Linked DNA regions of Hordeum vulgare: regions 1 and 3 are each linked to region 2. The links are chromatin contacts, called in public Hi-C maps. All regions are on one chromosome and are shown on one strand. Each heading gives the region's core, a stretch centred on a gene start, on an enhancer-like site or on the middle of the called end of the contact. The rest is flanking DNA. Distances are from core to core; before and after follow the strand shown. Region 1 holds the start of LOC123440446. Region 2 has its middle 73 kb from the start of LOC123444758. Region 3 holds the start of LOC123444759 (serine hydroxymethyltransferase 7).

Region 1 (2,766 bases), core at 77-2,576, 190 kb after region 2:
CTCCCCGTAGGGGCAGCAACCTTTTCGGCATCTGGTAAGGCATTAGCCTCCGTATCATTCAGCCGCTTTCGTGACGATTTATCAAACTCCATGTCACTTTCCTGGTCAAAAGTACGCGGGCTAGACTTTTGCTGTTCAACAACGACCCCCTGAGTCGTTTTACCTGTCCATTGTTTGGCCGCAGCCGGGTATAAAGGAGCTTCATGGTCTGGTGGATATTCCCGATCCGATCGAGCACGAACCAACTGATCCGCATACAGATAGGCTCCAAATTTTAGATCCGTTTCCTCAAACACACCGTTGCCACACTCTTTATGGTCATGCCCAATTACACCACATGCACTGCAGAACTTGGCAAGCTTTTCATATCTAACAGCAAAGATATGACGAGATTTGTCCTTGACAATGCTTACGAATTTGGTCAAGGGCTTCCGAATATCATGGTTCACTCTAACTCGGACGTAGTCCCCTCTGAAGTTCCCATTGATCCTGGTCTCAAGAACCTCCCCTGCAGATCGAAGTAACTTGACAATGAGGTCATGTCTGCAGTAGCCATCCGACAGCTTGTGGATTTGTAGCCAGATGGGCATATAGACCATCAGAACGTCCTCTATTTTTGTGAATCCATCATACGGAGCTAGCAGAATAGCCATGTTACGAAAAAGCCATGGTCCATGTTGCGTGATACGATCCCAATCTCCAAGACAGTAGACCTGCACCACGAATAGGTTCGGGCCAATGGGACGAAACCGAACTTGCTGAGAGCAATTCCAGGCTGCTCGCATGTCCTTATAGAACGCAGCCTGGCTAAAAAAAATTGAGTTATGAACCCTAGCTAGGGCAACCCATCGGATCTCCTCTAGTAGCTCAGGAGCATCCTCCTCCACCACAACATCATCAAACTTGTCCTCGTGGAGATCTAACTTGTCGAAGAAGTCACCAAGGTCATCTTCCTTGCCCTGGGATTTGCCGGTAGACGAGGAGAACGGTGACGCTGCCATCGTTATCGCGTGTGGGAGTCCCTCCGCGGTCGCTTGGAGTCACCGGAGAAGCGCGGAACGGGCGAGGAGGGGGGGTAGAAGGATGATGGAGGGCGTGGGATGGTGGAGCTAGCGGCGGACACTCGTCGGCGATACCGGCACCGGTGGACTTGCGGCGGGGTTTTGCCGTAAGGATAGAAAACCTTAGACTACGCTAGGGGATGATACGCACTCCTCGAGTCTAGTGTGGGTCCGGCACCATGTAGGAATTTGATTCTGTAAGCAAATCAAGACTTAACTGCGAGGAAAAGTAAATCGACTGATGTACTGCTCAACTTGCTGAGCAAACGCTCCCACATTTGGCTAGCATTGAGGTGACATTTCTTCAGTTTTCGCTAAAGAGAAGCCCCAAAATACCCAATCTAGCCGGACAAGGAAACAGTGGTGTAAAAAGGCACTCTTTCCCAACCATACCATAACCATACCATGCTCAACCCCTTCCGGAAACCCAGCGAAGCCGAGGCTACCACCAACACGCCCGCTCGTACACACCAGACCTGCTCGCTCCCGCACGGACAACGGGGACAATAAGCCGATCGCGCGCGCGAGGGAGGGAGGGAGGACACCCACGACCCAGCAAAGCGGGCCGGCAGGAGGAGGGCTGCCATGGCCGTGCCGCTGCCGCTGCCTCGCCCCAACCTCATCATCGCCCTTCTCCCCCTCCTGTAGACACCCATCATTGCACTCCACTCCCCCACCCCGATCGTGTCGTCGTGTCCCCAGCTCTCGCCCTCCTCCTCCACTCCCCCCTCGTCTTCTTGCTCCTGCACGCCCGCGCCCGCGCTATATATATCGCCACCCGCGCGCCGTCGGCTTCCTCCAGCTCGACCCCGAGACCTCACCGGCACCGCACAGTACCGCTACAGCAGGCAGAGCCATGGTGAACGCCTTCTTCGCGACCCTGGCGCGGGGGCTGGACGACCTGAGCGGCGCGGGCGGGCTGTCCTCGCTGCCGGCGCTGCTGCGTGCGGCGGCCCTGCTCAGGGGCCTGCACTCGCAGCTCATGCTGCTCGTCGGCCAGCTCCACCTGCCGCCCGGCGGCCGGTGGCTCGACGAGTACATGGACGAGACAGCACGCCTCTGGGACGCCTGCCTCGCCGTCAAGCTCGGCCTCGCCGCCGTCGAGCGCTACTGCGCCGCCGCCTCCTGCGCCGCCGCCGCCCTCGACGACTGGCTCCTGGACCCCTCCCCCCTCTCCACACGCCAGGTTGGTCCCGGTCACTTCTTTGCTTTATTCGGACACGTCCTCTGCGTGCGAGCAGCGCGGTAGCAATTATGATATCTCTTTCGAAGAAAAGAATGGTGATCATGAATGATCATGTCCCCGCCTTTTTTCTCTCTCTCGAACTTCTCTCTGCACTGTGCGATTCAGTCCTGTGTCGTGTGCCATCGTCAATTACTTTGCTTGCTTCTTTTTGCTCTGTTTCTTCCAATCTGATGGCGCGGCGCGTGCATTGGCGACACCCACCAGGTGATGAGGGCGATCTCGGCGTCGAGGAGGGAGGCCATGGCGGCTGAGGAGGAGAACCGCGCGCTGTCCGAGTCGAGGATCGCGCCGCTGTCCCTGCAGCTGGACGAGCGGCGCGCGGCCGACGCCAGGCTCAGCGGCTTCAACGGCTTCCGCGGGCTGCTCTACGCGCTGCACAACGCCAGCTCCCTCCTCCTGCTCATCCTGGCCGGCGGCGCCGTCGCCGGGTCCCCGTGCTCGTCCTCCTCCGACGGCGCG
Region 2 (2,700 bases), core at 74-2,573:
TTTAATCACATTTTATTAATTTGTAATTTTATTTAAAAATGTAAATACAAGATTAGCATATATTTTTAATACATGGTCAACATTTTGATTGGAATTAACCTTTTTAAAATACTTCATTGAAAATTGAAATACTTGTTTAACATTTTAAAGATGTTTCATTAGATTTTCTAAATACATGATAATCTTTTTTAGATCATTTTATATTTTTATATACATGAGAAACATTTACTTTATTCACATTTATCATTGGTCAAATACTTGGTTAACATTTTTAAATACATGGTCGACATTTTTTATACACGTTATTAATACTTTTTAAATGCTTGATTAACATTTTCTTAAATAGAAGATTGACATTTTATTAATACATATTCAACTTTTTTTTGTACACATTTTAAAATTTTCTAGATGCTCAGTTAACAATTTTTAATTACAAGTTTGACAATTTTTCTGAATACATGGTAACATTGTTTCTGTACGTGTTTAACATTTTTCAAATGCTTGATTAATATTTGTCAAATAGAATTTTGTCATTTTTTAATACATTGTCAAAAGATTGATGAACAATGTTTTAGTATCCGGCCTCATTTTCTCACACGTACTATAATTTGTTTGTATACATAAGAAACATTTCATTTATACACATTTAATATTTTTAATGCTTGTGCAATATTATTTTAAATTGTGATTATTTAAAATCTTTTTGAGTATATTTATTTAGAATATTTGAATGTATAAGCTAAAGTGATAAACACTAACCTATTTAGGGAGGCGTCTCATGGGAGAGCACGCTAGGTCTCGCTATAAAGGAGACATATCGCTATCCGGGTTTTTGCAGGCAAAATCAGTAGGCCTCCAACCATCTTTTTTCTTTTATGAAAAAGGCATCCACCTCTTTTTACGACCTCTATTAGAGTCGGCTCCACAGGAATTCGGGAATTTTAAAAAATGATCCGGAATTTTGGAAAAATATTCCAGGATTTGAAAAAATACTCTGGATTTTCCAAAAAAATGTTCCGGAATTTGGCTAATTGTTCCGTAATTTGGAAAAATGTTCCGGAATTTGAAAAAATGTTCCGGAATTTTAAAACCTGTTCCGGAACTTTGGAAAAGAAAATCAGAATTTTAATAAACGTTCAGAAATTTAGAAAAATGCTTCGGATTTTTGAAAAGTTTATTCCTAAATTCTAAAAAATATTCTGGATTTTTATCTAAATAATTCGGATTTTATCCTTTATTTAATGTTAGTGGGCCGGTCCAGTCACGATTCATCTGTGCGTCCGCGCGCTGCTGGATACAAAGAGCGTTCAGGAGGTCTTATTTGGCGATGTAGGCGCCTGAATCTGGAAATGGCGCCTACACTGCATCGTCTGTGGGCTGTTTTAAGCTGGGGCCAGGAACAAATTTGTTCGCAAAAAAAGAAACACGTGATAAAATGGTGGCACAGGAAATCAATCTGGCGCCACACATCCATGTAATTGCTTCGCTTAACCACTAGACCTTTAGAATGCTAGTGAAACAATGCAACACAAATTGTATTAGAACTAATGAAGCCGTACTATTTCTTACTCAGCCATTTATTATAGCACTGGGACTTTTGTGTTCATGATTTTTTGTAAAAATAGTTCGTTAAATTTTGAGAAAAGTTACCGATTTTTTTATTCTTTTTTTTTGGAAAAAGATAATTAAATTTGATTTTTTTTTCATCGATTTGGAAAAAAGTTTATTGGATTTCAAAAAAGTTTACCGATTAAAAAAATATCATCAAATTTGAAGAAAAAAAGCACCAATTTTGAGAAAAGATCAATTGCTTTTGAAAAAGAGTTATCTGATATGAAAAAAACTTCATAAATTTTGAAAACAAGTTCATTAAATATTAAAAAAGCTCATCCGATTTGAAAAAGCTCATCCATTTGTTTTTTAAAAAATCAACGGGGGGGGGGGGGGGGGGAGCTCCCCACCTGAATATATTTTTCAAGTCCGTAACCCAGTGTCAGATTAGAGAGTGAATTACATAAGCACGTGTAAATGTGATAAGAAGTAAGATCGACATGAGTAGGCAGCGTGTTTATGATCTGGTTTCTTCATCCTATTTGTCCAGAGTGTGAGGTCATCAATGATTCGCTTGAGAGTGAAGATACTATGGTGATTTTCCTGTGTGAAGGTCATGGCATTCCTCGAGTCCCAAATCTTCCATAGAATAATGAGAAGGATTGAGTGCCATATCACCATGTCTACTTGGGGAGGTAGACAACAATCCCAAAGATCGTCAATGGTATCCGAAGGAGAGAGGGCCATTCGTTGCCATATACGCTGTGAGAGCGGGCAGTGAATGAAGATGTGGGTGCAATTCTCACCATGGAACCCGCACCGCGGGGCAAAGTGAGCCTGAGACGATATGCTTGCGGAGGAGGTTGCTTTTGGAGTTGAGTCGGTCACGAAAGAGCAGCCACGCAAAGATCTTCACACGGTTGGGGACGCAAGAAGACCATATGGACACGCTGTGCGTGTCGTTGTCATCTGACATGGTTAGCTCATATGTTGCCTTCGTGGTGAAGGGAATTCCACCGATTAGGTAGCGCTCATCCGGTCATGGTGACACCTGAAAATCCTGCACGGGAGACAACAAGGAGCACAACTCGGTCGCCGCATTAGAAGTTAGGCGATTCCGAAGGATTGATTCTAAACAATAGTTCAAAA
Region 3 (2,700 bases), core at 24-2,523, 250 kb after region 2:
CCACTCCCTGGGGTAGGAACTCCCACCACAGATAAGAATCTTGGGGTGGAAATCCATTGCCCGGTCCTCAAGCTTGTCATAATCAATATAGCCAGTCTGTGGATTCACCTTGTATGACAAGCTCTCAAAGAATATGGAGGCGCCAGACACCTTCTTACCACTAGGCGTGTAGTACCCGTGGCTGACATGGCCACCGGACGGCGGCTCAAGGCCCATGATACGGTCATTAGGAAGGAGAAGCCCTGTGTAGACCGCCAGGTTTGCGGAGGTGCATGAGTAGGGCTGGACATTGACCCCCCAGCAGGCGGGGTCAAGGCCGAAGGCAGTGAGGGCGCGCTGGTGGCAGAGGCGCTCGATGGCGTCGATGTGCTGGTTCCCGCCGTAGTAGCGAGCCCCCGGGTGGCCCTCGGAGTACTTGTTGGTGAGGTGGCTGCCGAGCGCGTCGAGCACGGCGCGGCAGACGAAGTTCTCCGAGGCGATGAGCTCGATGCCGCGCACCTGGCGGTCCCTCTCGCGCTCCATGAGCGCGTGCACGTCCGGGTCGGCCTCCGCGAGCGGCTGGTTCCCCCAGGCGCGGACCGCGCGGCGCCGCGCCTCCAGATCCGCGCCCGCCGCCTGGCGCTTCGCGGGGCGCATGGCCGCGGACGAGGAGGAGCAGGAGGAGGCCTCCCCTCCTCCCCCGCCGTAGAGCGCGTTGCGCGGGCGCTTGACGCAGAGCGAGTGGCCGAGGAGCGAGAAGTGCTGGTCGGCGCCCTCGTCGTCCCCGTTCTCGCCGTCGCCGCCGCCGCCGCCCCCGACGCTGCCCTCCGTCTTCACGTCGTCCGAGTCGTCGAACAGCCGCAGCGGCGTGGCGGCGCGCGCGTGCGCGCGCGCGTGGGCGTTGGCGTGGGCGTGCGGGTGGAGCCCGAGCGAGAGGTCCGACGACTCCGGCCGCGAGAGATCCATACCTTCCAAATTCTCCCCAAATCGCCTCACGAGAAACCGCAACCGTAGCGCTCAGCAGCAGCACCCACAACAACAGACGCAGCACGGGGCGCGGAGGCTACAGCAGCGGCGGAGGCTGGCGGCGGCGGCGGCGGCGGCGGCGGGGGTGGGCGGGGCCGCGGCGGAGGGAAGCATGGGCCGGCTCGGGGAGGGAGGTCGGGGTTTGGGGATTCCGCGGGCACGCGGCGTTTGGAATCTGAGACGGGGTGGAGGAGGAGGAGGAAGGCAAGGGGGATTTGATTGGCTTGGTTGTATCGACGAGGGCCAGGCGATGGAAGGGACGGGGACGGGGACGGGTTGGGGAATGGAATGCGGACGGGGGGACGCACCTGGATGGGAAACCGGACGGGGGCCGGTGCGCGCCCCCGCGGCCCCCGTCCACGTGCCGGTGGCGGCCCGTTTGGGTCCGTGGGCTCGGAACGGGTCGCGGGGTCCGGTCCGGTCCGGGCGACGACTTTGTGCATTCCGATCGCGCTGGCTGGCCGCCTGCGAACGTTCCCAATGGCGTCATCGATGCAAAGGGGTCCCGTTGTTATTTTTATTTTTATTTTATTGCGTAGGTTTGTTCTTTTCGTTTGTTTATTATTGACGAGGGATGAGCTCTCTTTTTTGTGGATTGAAAAGTACGGAAGATGAGGTGTGCGTGCATTGATTGACGATGGCTCTGCCGAAGATTTGGGCCTCCGATCCGTCCATGATCCACGCGTTTGTGTAGAGTAGTAGAGATTTCTTTTTTACTCCCTCCGTTCCTAAATATAAGTCTTTTAGATATTTCACTAGGAGTCCACATACGAAGTAAAATGAATGAATCTACACTCTAAAGTATATATATATACATTCGTATGTAGTCCACTAATGAAACATTTTTAAAGACTTATATTTAGAAACGGAGGGAGTATTTCTTTTGCATGGTTCGAGTTCTGGATTCTGCGGATGAACCTCCTTGTGTTTTCAGCGATGTTCAGTTCGAAGGGATTTCATCTGGACTAGACAGAGTACATATACCCTCTCATTTAGAGCAACTTCAACGGACCGACATAAACGGACGACATTTTTGTTCGTTTTTTGTCTGTTTGGGTTGACCATCTGTCCGAAGTCCGTTCTGTTTTAGAATTGGGTCTGCATTGCGTCAAACGCGTCGATCTGTATGTGCCGGCGTGGCCGGCTGGCCGTCCTATTTCAACAAATAGCTCATTTTGCATTGCTTTTGCATTCAAACATATAGTCAAATAACATAGTTTCTGTAAAATGTAGGTTTTGTGGAAACTGACTCAACCCTTTATGGGCTGGCCTATCTCATATGTAATGATGTACAATGTACAATCAAGTCCTATATCAATACGGTATGAATTTACACAGTTGAGCTATTATACAAAGTCTAACACCCTTCCTCAATCTCAACTCACTCCTCGAGCGTCTAGAAGGTTGAGATTGGGTCTACAGACCTCAAACATGGGAGAAGGTAGAGGCTTGGTGAAGATGTCTGCAAGTTGATCTTTAGAAGAGATAAATCTGACTTGTATTAGCTTCTGTGCAACACGTTTCCTCACAAAAATGATAGTCAATCTCAATATGTTTGGTCCATGCATGAAACATCGGGTTTGTCGATAGAAACGTAGCACCGATGTTGTCGCACCAAAGGACCGGAGGAAGTGGTTGGGCAACTCCCAGCTCTTGAAGTAGGGACTCAATCCATATAAGCTCGGCAGTCGCATC

What was found. A called contact is a pair of places that touch in the nucleus more often than the background predicts.
Region 1: a contact with region 2 is called in a Hi-C map of leaf, with 3 times the contacts expected there. The contact joins the promoter of LOC123440446 here to the enhancer-like site in region 2. A contact is called at or near these places in 2 of 6 Hi-C or Micro-C datasets (leaf and seedling).
Region 3: a Hi-C map of leaf shows a contact between it and region 2, with 7 times the contacts expected there. The contact joins the promoter of LOC123444759 here to the enhancer-like site in region 2. A contact is called at or near these places in 3 of 6 Hi-C or Micro-C datasets (leaf and seedling).

Annotation. Positions count from the first base shown.
Region 1 is chr3H:533,884,608-533,887,373 of MorexV3_pseudomolecules_assembly, forward strand. It overlaps LOC123440446, which reads left to right and starts at 1,327. Exons shown (of 2, transcript XM_045117012.1): 1 at 1,327-2,247; 2 at 2,512-2,766. The coding sequence starts at 1,918.
Region 2 is chr3H:533,692,103-533,694,802 of MorexV3_pseudomolecules_assembly, forward strand. No RefSeq gene overlaps it. Among protein-coding and RNA genes, the nearest start is that of LOC123444758, 73 kb to the left of the region's middle. Within about 2 kb of position 1,324, at least 1 of the 3 cell types and tissues checked has open chromatin away from gene starts, as enhancers often do. A contact at or near this core is called in leaf, where this site is marked.
Region 3 is chr3H:533,940,380-533,943,079 of MorexV3_pseudomolecules_assembly, forward strand. It overlaps LOC123444759 (serine hydroxymethyltransferase 7), which reads right to left and starts at 1,274. Exons shown (of 4, transcript XM_045121592.1): 1 at 1-1,274. The coding sequence starts at 945.